2 separate regions of the Mus musculus genome follow, and region 1 is linked to region 2. The links are chromatin contacts, called in public HiChIP or PLAC-seq maps. All regions are on one chromosome and are shown on one strand. The core of a region is the stretch at or near the end of the contact, and the rest is flanking DNA. Distances in the headings are between cores, read along the strand shown.

The links. HiChIP or PLAC-seq counts read pairs in DNA pulled down with a chosen protein or histone mark.
Region 1: a contact with region 2 is called in an H3K27ac HiChIP or PLAC-seq map of embryonic stem cells, with 6 read pairs. The contact joins the enhancer-like site here to the promoter of Narf in region 2. A contact is called at or near these places in 6 of 115 datasets of contacts at active chromatin or transcription factors (bone marrow-derived macrophages, embryonic stem cells, extraembryonic endoderm stem cells and 1 more) and 2 of 9 other capture datasets (adipose tissue and liver).

Annotation. Positions count from the first base shown.
Region 1 is chr11:120,848,449-120,852,846 of GRCm38.p6, forward strand. The region is part of intron 18 of Ccdc57 (coiled-coil domain containing 57); the gene reads right to left. Among named protein-coding and RNA genes, the nearest start is that of Fasn, 26 kb to the left of the region's middle. Within about 2 kb of position 2,408, at least 126 of the 459 cell types and tissues checked have an H3K27ac peak or open chromatin away from gene starts, as enhancers often do. A contact at or near this core is called in adipose tissue, bone marrow-derived macrophages, embryonic stem cells and 3 more, where this site is marked.
Region 2 is chr11:121,234,257-121,238,726 of GRCm38.p6, forward strand. It overlaps Narf (nuclear prelamin A recognition factor), which reads left to right and starts at 2,980. Exons shown (of 11, transcript NM_026272.3): 1 at 2,980-3,095; 2 at 4,163-4,261. The coding sequence starts at 3,069.

The sequences.
Region 1 (4,398 bases), core at 1,158-3,657, 390 kb before region 2:
CACAACCATCTGTAATGGGATCCGATGCCCTCTTCTGGTGTGTCTGAAGACAGCTACCATGTGCTCATATACATTAAATAAATAAAATCCGCCTGTCTCTGCCTCCCAAGTGTTGGGATTAAAGGCGTGTGCCACTACGCCCGGCTAATAATAAATCTTTTTAAAAGGAGGTTTAAACTTTTACTTATTTTCTTTTATGCATATAGGTATCTTTCCTTCGAGACAGTAAGTGTGCCAGTGTACATATGCCTGCTGAGTGAAAGGGTGCTGGGCCCTAGGACTGGAGTTCCATATAGTTGTGAGCAGTATGTGAGTGCTGGGCTCAAACCTGCACCCTTGGCAAGAGCAACATGTGCTAACATCGGCTGAGCCATCTCTCCGGCCCCCCACTTTTTTGTTGTTTTATGAGTGTGTGGCACATGCTGTCACAGCATGTATATGAAGGTCAGACGTTAACTTGTGGTGTTCTTTCCTCGATGTTTCCCAGGGACCAAATTTTACTTGTCAGATTTGGCAGCACACTCCTTTATCCACTAAGCCATCTTGCCAGCCCTTTATCTTATTTTATTTATTTATTTTGGTTTTTTGAAACAGGGTTTCTCTAGAACTTACTCTGTAGAGCAGGATGATCTGCTCTGGGACCCTCCTGCCTCTGCCTCCCGAGTGCTTGGATTACAGTACTCAAACTGGGAGAAATCTGTAACTTTAATTTCTTTTCTTTTCTTTCTTTTTTTTTTTTTTTCCGAGACAGGGTTTCTCTGTATAGCTCTGGCTGTCCTGGAACTCACTTTGTAGACTTGAACTCTCAGAAATCCACCTGCCTCTGCCTCCCAAGTGCTCGGATTAAAGGCGTGTGCCACCACGCCCGGCTTTAAAACACGATTTTTAATGATGGTTTTAAAATGTTTTAACCTCCCTTTAGCCCACCATCCACCAGAGGTAGTGGAAAAGAAAGGATACAGGGAAAGTGGACCTGTTTAGAAATGATTCTCTGGATTAAGTCCTGTCTGTGTTGTCTGGAAATTGGCAGTTCACTTTATAGGTTAGCAGAGGCAGCTCCATCCATTGAGAAACACCAGTTACAAACAGAAATATCAGGGTAGTAGCAGCAGTGTCACGGCCTAATAGGAACAGACAGGCATCAGCCTTAGCTCAAGTCAGCAGGAGGGACCTGGAGGAATACCAGGAGGAGTTCTCAGGGTTAGGCTGTGACTCTCTCAGGGAAGCGAAGACCAACGAAGACATGAGACCCACAGGCAGTACACAGCTAGTTCTATAAGCAAGCCAAGCTCAGCCTTGGTCATTGTCCGTTGAGTCCTATTTATACTGTCTAAACATGTGTCTTCTACAGGTCTTGTCTCAGCATGTGGGTCTGTCACAGCTGACATCACTCTGTCAATCACCCCAAGTCCACTCAAGGGACAAGAAACTGTGGCACACCACCAGAAGTTTTTTTGTTTTTGTTTTTTGCTGTATTTCTTTCTATTGAGTCCCGATAAATACAGCTCAACTACACAATATAAGACAGACCAATACATGTGTGTCCTTAATAAAAAAAATCTTTCACCACACGTCCTTTCATGTGCTTGCTTTAACAAAACACCTTTTTATCTATGCCTGCTTCAGCCAAACATTCCTTAGTCTTTCACCTGTGTCCACTTCAGCTAAACGTTCCTTCATGTGTGTCCCAACAAAACACCATCCAATTGACAAGTTTCTGCTTCAGAAATCTACCTGTGTCCCGAGTGCTGGGATTACAGCACCTTCATCTTTTGATACATGGTTACTCTATTGTGTCTGGCCTTGAACCATAGACAGCTCTACCCACCCTGCATCCCTAGTGCTGAGATTGAAGGCATGCACCATCATAGCGGGCTGTTTCCTAATGTTAAGGTCTCTCACAGAATCTGGAACATGCTGTCTCAGCTAAACTTGCCAGCATCCCCCAAATCCACCATGACAGGTGCATGTTGCCACACTCGGCCTATGTGGGTGCTGGGATCTGAACTCCAGTCCTTAGCCTTGAGCTGCAAGCACTTTTACCCACAAAGGTATGTCCTCCAGTCCTTACAAGAATTGTTTTGTAGCCAGGGAGTGGCAGTGCATGCCTTTGATCCCAGCACTAGGAAGGCAGAGGTAAGTGGATTTGAGTTCCAGGCCAGCCTGGTCTACAGAGTGAGTTCCAGGACAGATAGTCAGGGTTACACAGGGAAACCCTGTTTCAATCAACAAACAGTTTGGTTTTTGTTCTCAAAGTGAACATTTTGAAGAAAAAAAAAATCATTTTCTAGCTTCCCTAGAAACAGAAGCTCATTAGATCTACAGAGCCAGGGAGGAGCCAGAGTAGGTGTGTCCAGGCCTAGCCCATTAGCCACTTCCTGCCTGTCCTCCCACCCCTCCCCTGTACGAGTGTTCTCCTGGTGAGGCCTGAGGTAAAGGGCTGGCCATTCAAGCTGAGTCTAGGACAGGGAGGCTCTACTGTCAGGCCATCAGACAAGGGTGAGCTGTTCTTTTTCCTTTTTCCTCTGGATCTCCAGATTAGAGAAGCCTGGTAGTACACAGTGTGGTCACTGTTACAGTCAGAATCTCCACAGCGGGTGGGCTATGTAAGCAGGACTTAAGAAATGACCCAGGCTGGTCTGTAATTCATGATGCTCCTCTTTTCTCTGCCTACCACGAGCTGGAATTAGAGTCTTGTGCCATAAGGATGCACTAAAAACAGCCCACAACACTAAAAAACCAACCAAACAAAAAACCTAACTCAAACATTGCACTGTACTGTGTAGCCTTCAGTTTGGTGCAAGAAGTTGACAAAAGTTTGGAGCCTAGTACTGAGCAGGGAGGGGCTGGGCTAGTTCCAACCAGTAGCCACATTCCTTAGGAGTTTCCACGCCCATGACCCTTTGTCCCATGGACAACTTTAGCCCTCCTCCTAAACCCTTTTTTCACCCAGCTGGCCATGATCTGGCCTGGTTTCTACTTGAAAATGGGATCACTGTACCTGGGACTTCATCTTGTATACTTCAAACCAAGAGCTGACCTAGCACTGAAGGGTACCTTCCAGATACTGGCTGCTCAGGACAGTCCCACCTAGAACCCCATCCCTGATCCCTGTGGGCATGGACCTTCTGCCCTGCCTCTGGTCTCCCAGGACCTGTCCCTTTCCTAGTACTCCTTTATCCTCCCCAGTGAGCCTGTTACCCTAAGTCCTCAGTTTCAATTGTCCTCTGTGAAAAGGTCACAAGTTCACATTAAAGCCAACCAGGAACTGTCTACAGCTTCAAAACTGCAGGTTAATGGGCTAGGTGTGGTGGCACACACTTTTTAATCTCAGCACTCTGCAGGCAGAGGCAGGGGGATTTTAGTCAATTCCAGCCTAGACTACACAAAGCGTGGTTCCAGGAAGGTCGGTGCTATTCAGTCACACCCTGCCACACAAAAACAAACATCAACAAAGCAGCCAGGTGAACAACAGCAACAAAACTAGTGACTGAGAATTAAGGTGCTGAGGCAGGAGGATCAAAAGCTCAAAGTCATTTTAAGCTACATAGAGTTTGAAACGAGACAGAGCTACAGGAAACCCTGTTTCAAAAAGCAAAGCAAAGCAAAACAAAACAAAAACCCCATCCTCCTCCCAAAAAAACCAACCTGTAAATTAAGACCAACAATGAAGTATCATTGTCATTTATCAGACTGGGGAAAGGTCTGGGCACTGGAGCAGAGAGCTGCTTGCCGGCAGGCAGCTGCTGGCACAGGGCCGGATTTTTTTTAGAACAGTTTGGTAACACTTCAAACTACCTACACCTTTGACCCAGCTATTTCCCTTCTAGATAATTGTCCAACCATGGCTCCCACAAGGATAGGGACACACATTGCAGCACCACATCTAATATGGACGATGACACACATGAGACCCTGAGACAAGATGAGCATGGTCACGCTGTGGATGACCCCAAAGATCTACCAGCCCACACATACTCTGAAAAGATCTTCAGATACAATAAAAAAGCAAGCTGCTTAGGGCTATTGGAAGGAAAGGGGCAAAAGTGTGTTTAAAGGCACGGTGCACCTGCCCCTGGCAGCTGGGTAGGTGGAAGGCAACTAACCAGGCAGTGGGCGGACTGGAGTCAGCTGTGGGGAGGTTGGTGTTCCAGCTGCCGCCTGCACAGGTTGTTTCCATCTGAGGGAGGCCAGAGGCAACCAGGCTGCCACGGGAGCCCCTTTCTTCCAGGGAGGCGGTCGGTTCTCTGATATATCTGGCCACTTGCATTCCTGGGACAGACAACAGGGAGGCGGGACAATGCTAATTCCTGGAAAAGACATTCAGGGGCACCTATAGCTGCACTCCAAGAAGGGAGATGAGGGCTGTCTGGAAACTGAGCTTTAGAGACAGTTGCT
Region 2 (4,470 bases), core at 1,730-4,229:
TTAACCTCGTGGGGATCCGCCTGTCTCCAAAGCGCTTGGATAAAAGAAGTGCAAAACCATAGCTGGCCTTTGATTTTATTTTGTGTGTGTAAATGTTTTTCCTGTGTGTAGTATGTGTACCACATGTATGTCTGGTGCTCACAGAGGTCAAAAGAGTGCGTCGCTGCCAGCCAGTCATGGTGCACGCCTTTAATCCCAGCACCTGGGAGGCAGAGTCAGGTGGATCCCAGATTTCAAGGCCAGGCTGGTCTACAGAGTGAGTTCCAGGACAGCCAGGTTACACACAGAAACCCTGTCTCAAAACCAAACCAAACCAAAACAAAACAAATCCCCCAAAACCAAAAGAACAACAAAAACCAAGCAGGGTGTCACATACCCTGGAGACAGGAGTTAATGGAAATGTTGGGAACCAATACACAGAATCAGGAATCAACCCAGGTCCTCCGCAATGGCAAATGCTCTAAACTGCTAAGCCATTCCTCCAGCCTCAAGAGACTCCATCTTAATAAAACTCCACAAGTTGGGTGTGGACGTTAATGTTTGGTTACTGCTTCTAAGCATTAAGGTGTGGGTCATAGTGTCTGACTGGCTTCCAGCAGGATAACCAAATCAGATATAATATGTCATTGAACATTTGTAGACTCTTAAGTGTAAGAGTAATCTTTACACAGCTCTCCGCAGTAGTGAAGGGTACTTGATATCAAGTTATTTCTACCAGAATTTTGAGAATAAAAACAGTTTTAGCTATATAAGCGTGCAGAACAAAAAGAATGTGTTGACAGTTCATATGAGTGTAGCTCAAAGAATGTAGAAACAAAAGAAACTCCCCAACTAGACAACTAGACAGTCTTATGATTCCTGTCTTCCCTTCTCTAGTCTTGCCTAACCTTGCAGTTAGTAATCAAGAGGATCAGCAAAATGGCTGAGCTCCTAGAGTTGGTTCTGAGTTTGATCCTTGGAACCAGGATGGTAGGAGAGAACCAACATCTGTATGTGTGCAAGTATATACACAAATGCACACACATACACATATACATATATATTTTTTCCATGTACATGGGAAAATTGCATGAAACAGGAGAGAGGAAGAGAACCAGAAGATAGCTGTGAGACAGAACAGGTTTTGGTTCTGGTGATAGGACCTGGAGCTCCTCGGGCGACTGCCCGTACTCCCGACATCACTGAGAATAATTTTAGTGAACTGAAAGTAAGGTAAACTCACAATGATGTTAACATTTTTATTTCTTTATGTTGTGTGTGCGCACATCCATAGTAGCAAGTGGAGGAGAGGACACCTTGCAGGGGTTTACCTTGCTTTACCTACTAAACCGTTTCACTGGGCCCTAAATTCATATTTCTTTTTGTTTTATGAGCGTTTTGGCAGCATGTGAGCAAATGCACTGTGTGTCTGTTGCCTCCGGTGGCCAGAAGAGGCGCTAGATCCCTCGAGTTGGAGCCCGGGAAGTTTCTAGCCAGTCAGTCACAGGTGCTAAGAACCAACTTTGATCCTCTGAAAGAAAGGCAGTGCTCTTAGCCATCATCTCCCTAGCCCCCTTATATTTCTAATGATATGTTTAAACTCAGCTTTTAGAAGGCACTGAAAAACAAACTCCATTTAACAAGCTAATTCAGAGAATTTAGGGCTGGGGATGTGACAGCCAGCTGTAACTTGGGGGCACTGTTACTGCTGGTCCAGAAACAGGCTGCTCTCAGTTATTAGAGACACTTCCCTCGGTAAACCATTATCCTATAATCTCATTCTATTATTGACATTCCAGGTCAAAGGTCAGTGGCCTTTAAGGGATGCCTGGTACTATAGTAAGTTTCTTTAGCTGTCCCAGGGGAGTTATATGTACATTATTACACAGGACGATTCTCTTGCCCAGCTGTGGATTCCATAGATAAGGTACATCTTTTGTATATTATGTAACTTGCCCTATTCTGTAGGTGGTGTGCAGCTATGATATCTACTTTATAAAGCTTTCCTTTAGCCTTCTTCCAGCATGCTGTTTGGCTCTAAAGCCGCTGTCCTTCAGGTAGGAGTAAGAATGCACTTATTTAATTTAAATTTGAATTGAGTCTGTCTTTGGTCTTTCCCAGGGGATTGGAACACAACAAAAGAATAATGCATTTAATCTGCCTTGGAGACAGGTCTCACTGTGTAGCAGTATAGGGCAGTGTTGGCTTTAATTTTATCATTTTCCTGCCTCAGCCTCCTGAGTGTTGGGTAATTGCCAATAGGCCTGCTCATCCTACCTGTCATTTTGTTTGTAGACAGGTACATGTGTAGTACTGGCCGTCCTGGAACTCAGAGATCTGCCTTGCTCTGTCTCCTGGGTTCTGGGACTAAAGGCATGCGCTAACTCGCCAAGATTCAAGGTCAGCCTACTTTGAATCTACACGCCAGACTCAGCAGCATTGCCCATAAAGCAAAGCAAGCCTGCTGCGCATGTGCACTTGTGCCGCACCGGCCTACGTGAGGCTTCGCTGGCTGGTCATGGCGGCGGTAGAGGGCGGCGCCGGCTCCGCCCTCCAGGAGACGCAGTAGAGCAGAACTTACGACGCTAACTTGATTGAGCGGGCCAGGCCGCGGCCACTGAGCAAGGCGCTCTGAGGTCGCCGCGATTCGGCCTCGTCCGCTCGGTCAGCGCACTCTTCCTGCCTCATACGCCCGCCTTTGCCAACTTTCCCCATTAGTCCTTAACCAGGCAAAAACTGACAGGAGGATATGTCCCGGCCGGGCAACTACTAGTCGAGGGACAAGCTCCACCCCCGTTCTCTGATTGGCTCCTGGGAGGGACCTGCCACTTCCTCACACTCTCATTGGCTTAAGCGGCGGAGGCGGGGTGAGCGTGCCATACCATCCTTGCACTCTTTTCATTGGCTCAGGGGTGTGGCTCATCTTGCTTAGGCTCTCTCATTGGTCTACTACAGTCCTTGGGGCGGGGCCTCCGTGCAAGAAGACAACAAAGGGTCGCAGGTCGCTAGCGGGCGGCAGGCGGCGGTGTTCCAGTCTTCCTTACTCCTCACAGCTTAGGCGCGTCGGCCTCCTGCCAGTCCCACTCCAGATGAAGTGTGAGCACTGCACACGAAAGGTGGGTGCGTCGTCCGGCGGGGCTAGGGGCGAAAGCCAAGGCTGGAATCGGTGGTGAGGGTCGGGCTCAGCCGGGTGCACCTTGCTCTGTTATGTCGGCCTCTGACAGCCATCACCTGTCTGCAGAGGACTGGGCGGCGAGCTGGCTGTTGTCCACTGCAGGCGAGTGCACCGCCGGGACTGTCCGTGGAAGCTACTGTTCTGGGGCCGGGGATTGATCTCAGTCCCGGCACCCTGTTGTGGAAGTGAACGATTAATAAAGTAATTAGAAATGATGCTTTGAGCGGCTCTTCTACTTAAACAACAACAAACTTCAATACAACGAAGTGGAGAAGGAATAAAGGGCAGGCAGGCCCTCCTGTCCTGCTCCACTAGGTGGCTGAAGTGACTGACAGCTGCCTCACTTGCCTTCACACGTGATGCATGTGCAGGAATCTCGTTTGGTTTTTTGTTTTTTTACAGGAATTGTATCATATCCAAATACTCCATACGTTGTTTTTTTTTTTTTTCAGAGAATCGCCTGTAATCTTGTGTAATAGCCACATCTAAATGTTCTTATATATATTACCGTTAGATCACTTCCTGTTCTTCATTACTACTACAAACAATACAAATGGAGGGTGTGAGTGTTTATGTGTACCCTTCTATAAGTATGGATGATTTTATTTTGTAGAAAGGGTTTCTTAGAAGTAAGATCGACTGCTCAGGATATGTTTTGGTTTTTGGCATCACACTAAATTATTCTTGACTGAGCTCGGTGGTACACACCAATGATCCCAGTGCTTGAGAGACTGAGGCAGGAGCTCAAAGTTAGACAGTGCAATTTATCAAGACCCTATCTCATTAAAAAAAAATATGGTAGCACACATCTTAATCTGAGCACTCAGGAGGCAGAGGCAGACTTTCTGTGAATTTGAGGTCAGCCTGGTCTACATGGTGAGTTCCAGGACAGCCAGGACTATGTAGAAAGACTTGATCTAAAAAGGAAAAAAATAGATAAATAAAAATAGAGAAAAGAAAAATAATTTTCCTTTCTAACATCCCCCATCCTTTTTTTTTTTTTTAAAGGAATGTAGTAAAAAATCAAAAACTGATGACCAGGAGAATGTGTCCAGTGATGGGGCCCAGCCAAGCGATGGGGCCAGCCCAGCCAAGGAGAGTGAAGAGGCAAGTAGATGCTTCGGGTTTGTGTCAGCCTAACGTGAGCGTGAGTGGATCGGGTTTGTGTCAGCCTAACGTGAGTGTGAGTGGAGTGGCTACTGTTGTTTCTTCTGTCCAGTCTTATACTACCTTGCACTTCACTGCTCTAAGAAAGACTGAAGTAAAAGTGGGAAGAGCCATGTATAGGACAGTCTTGAGTCTTCTCAAACATACCA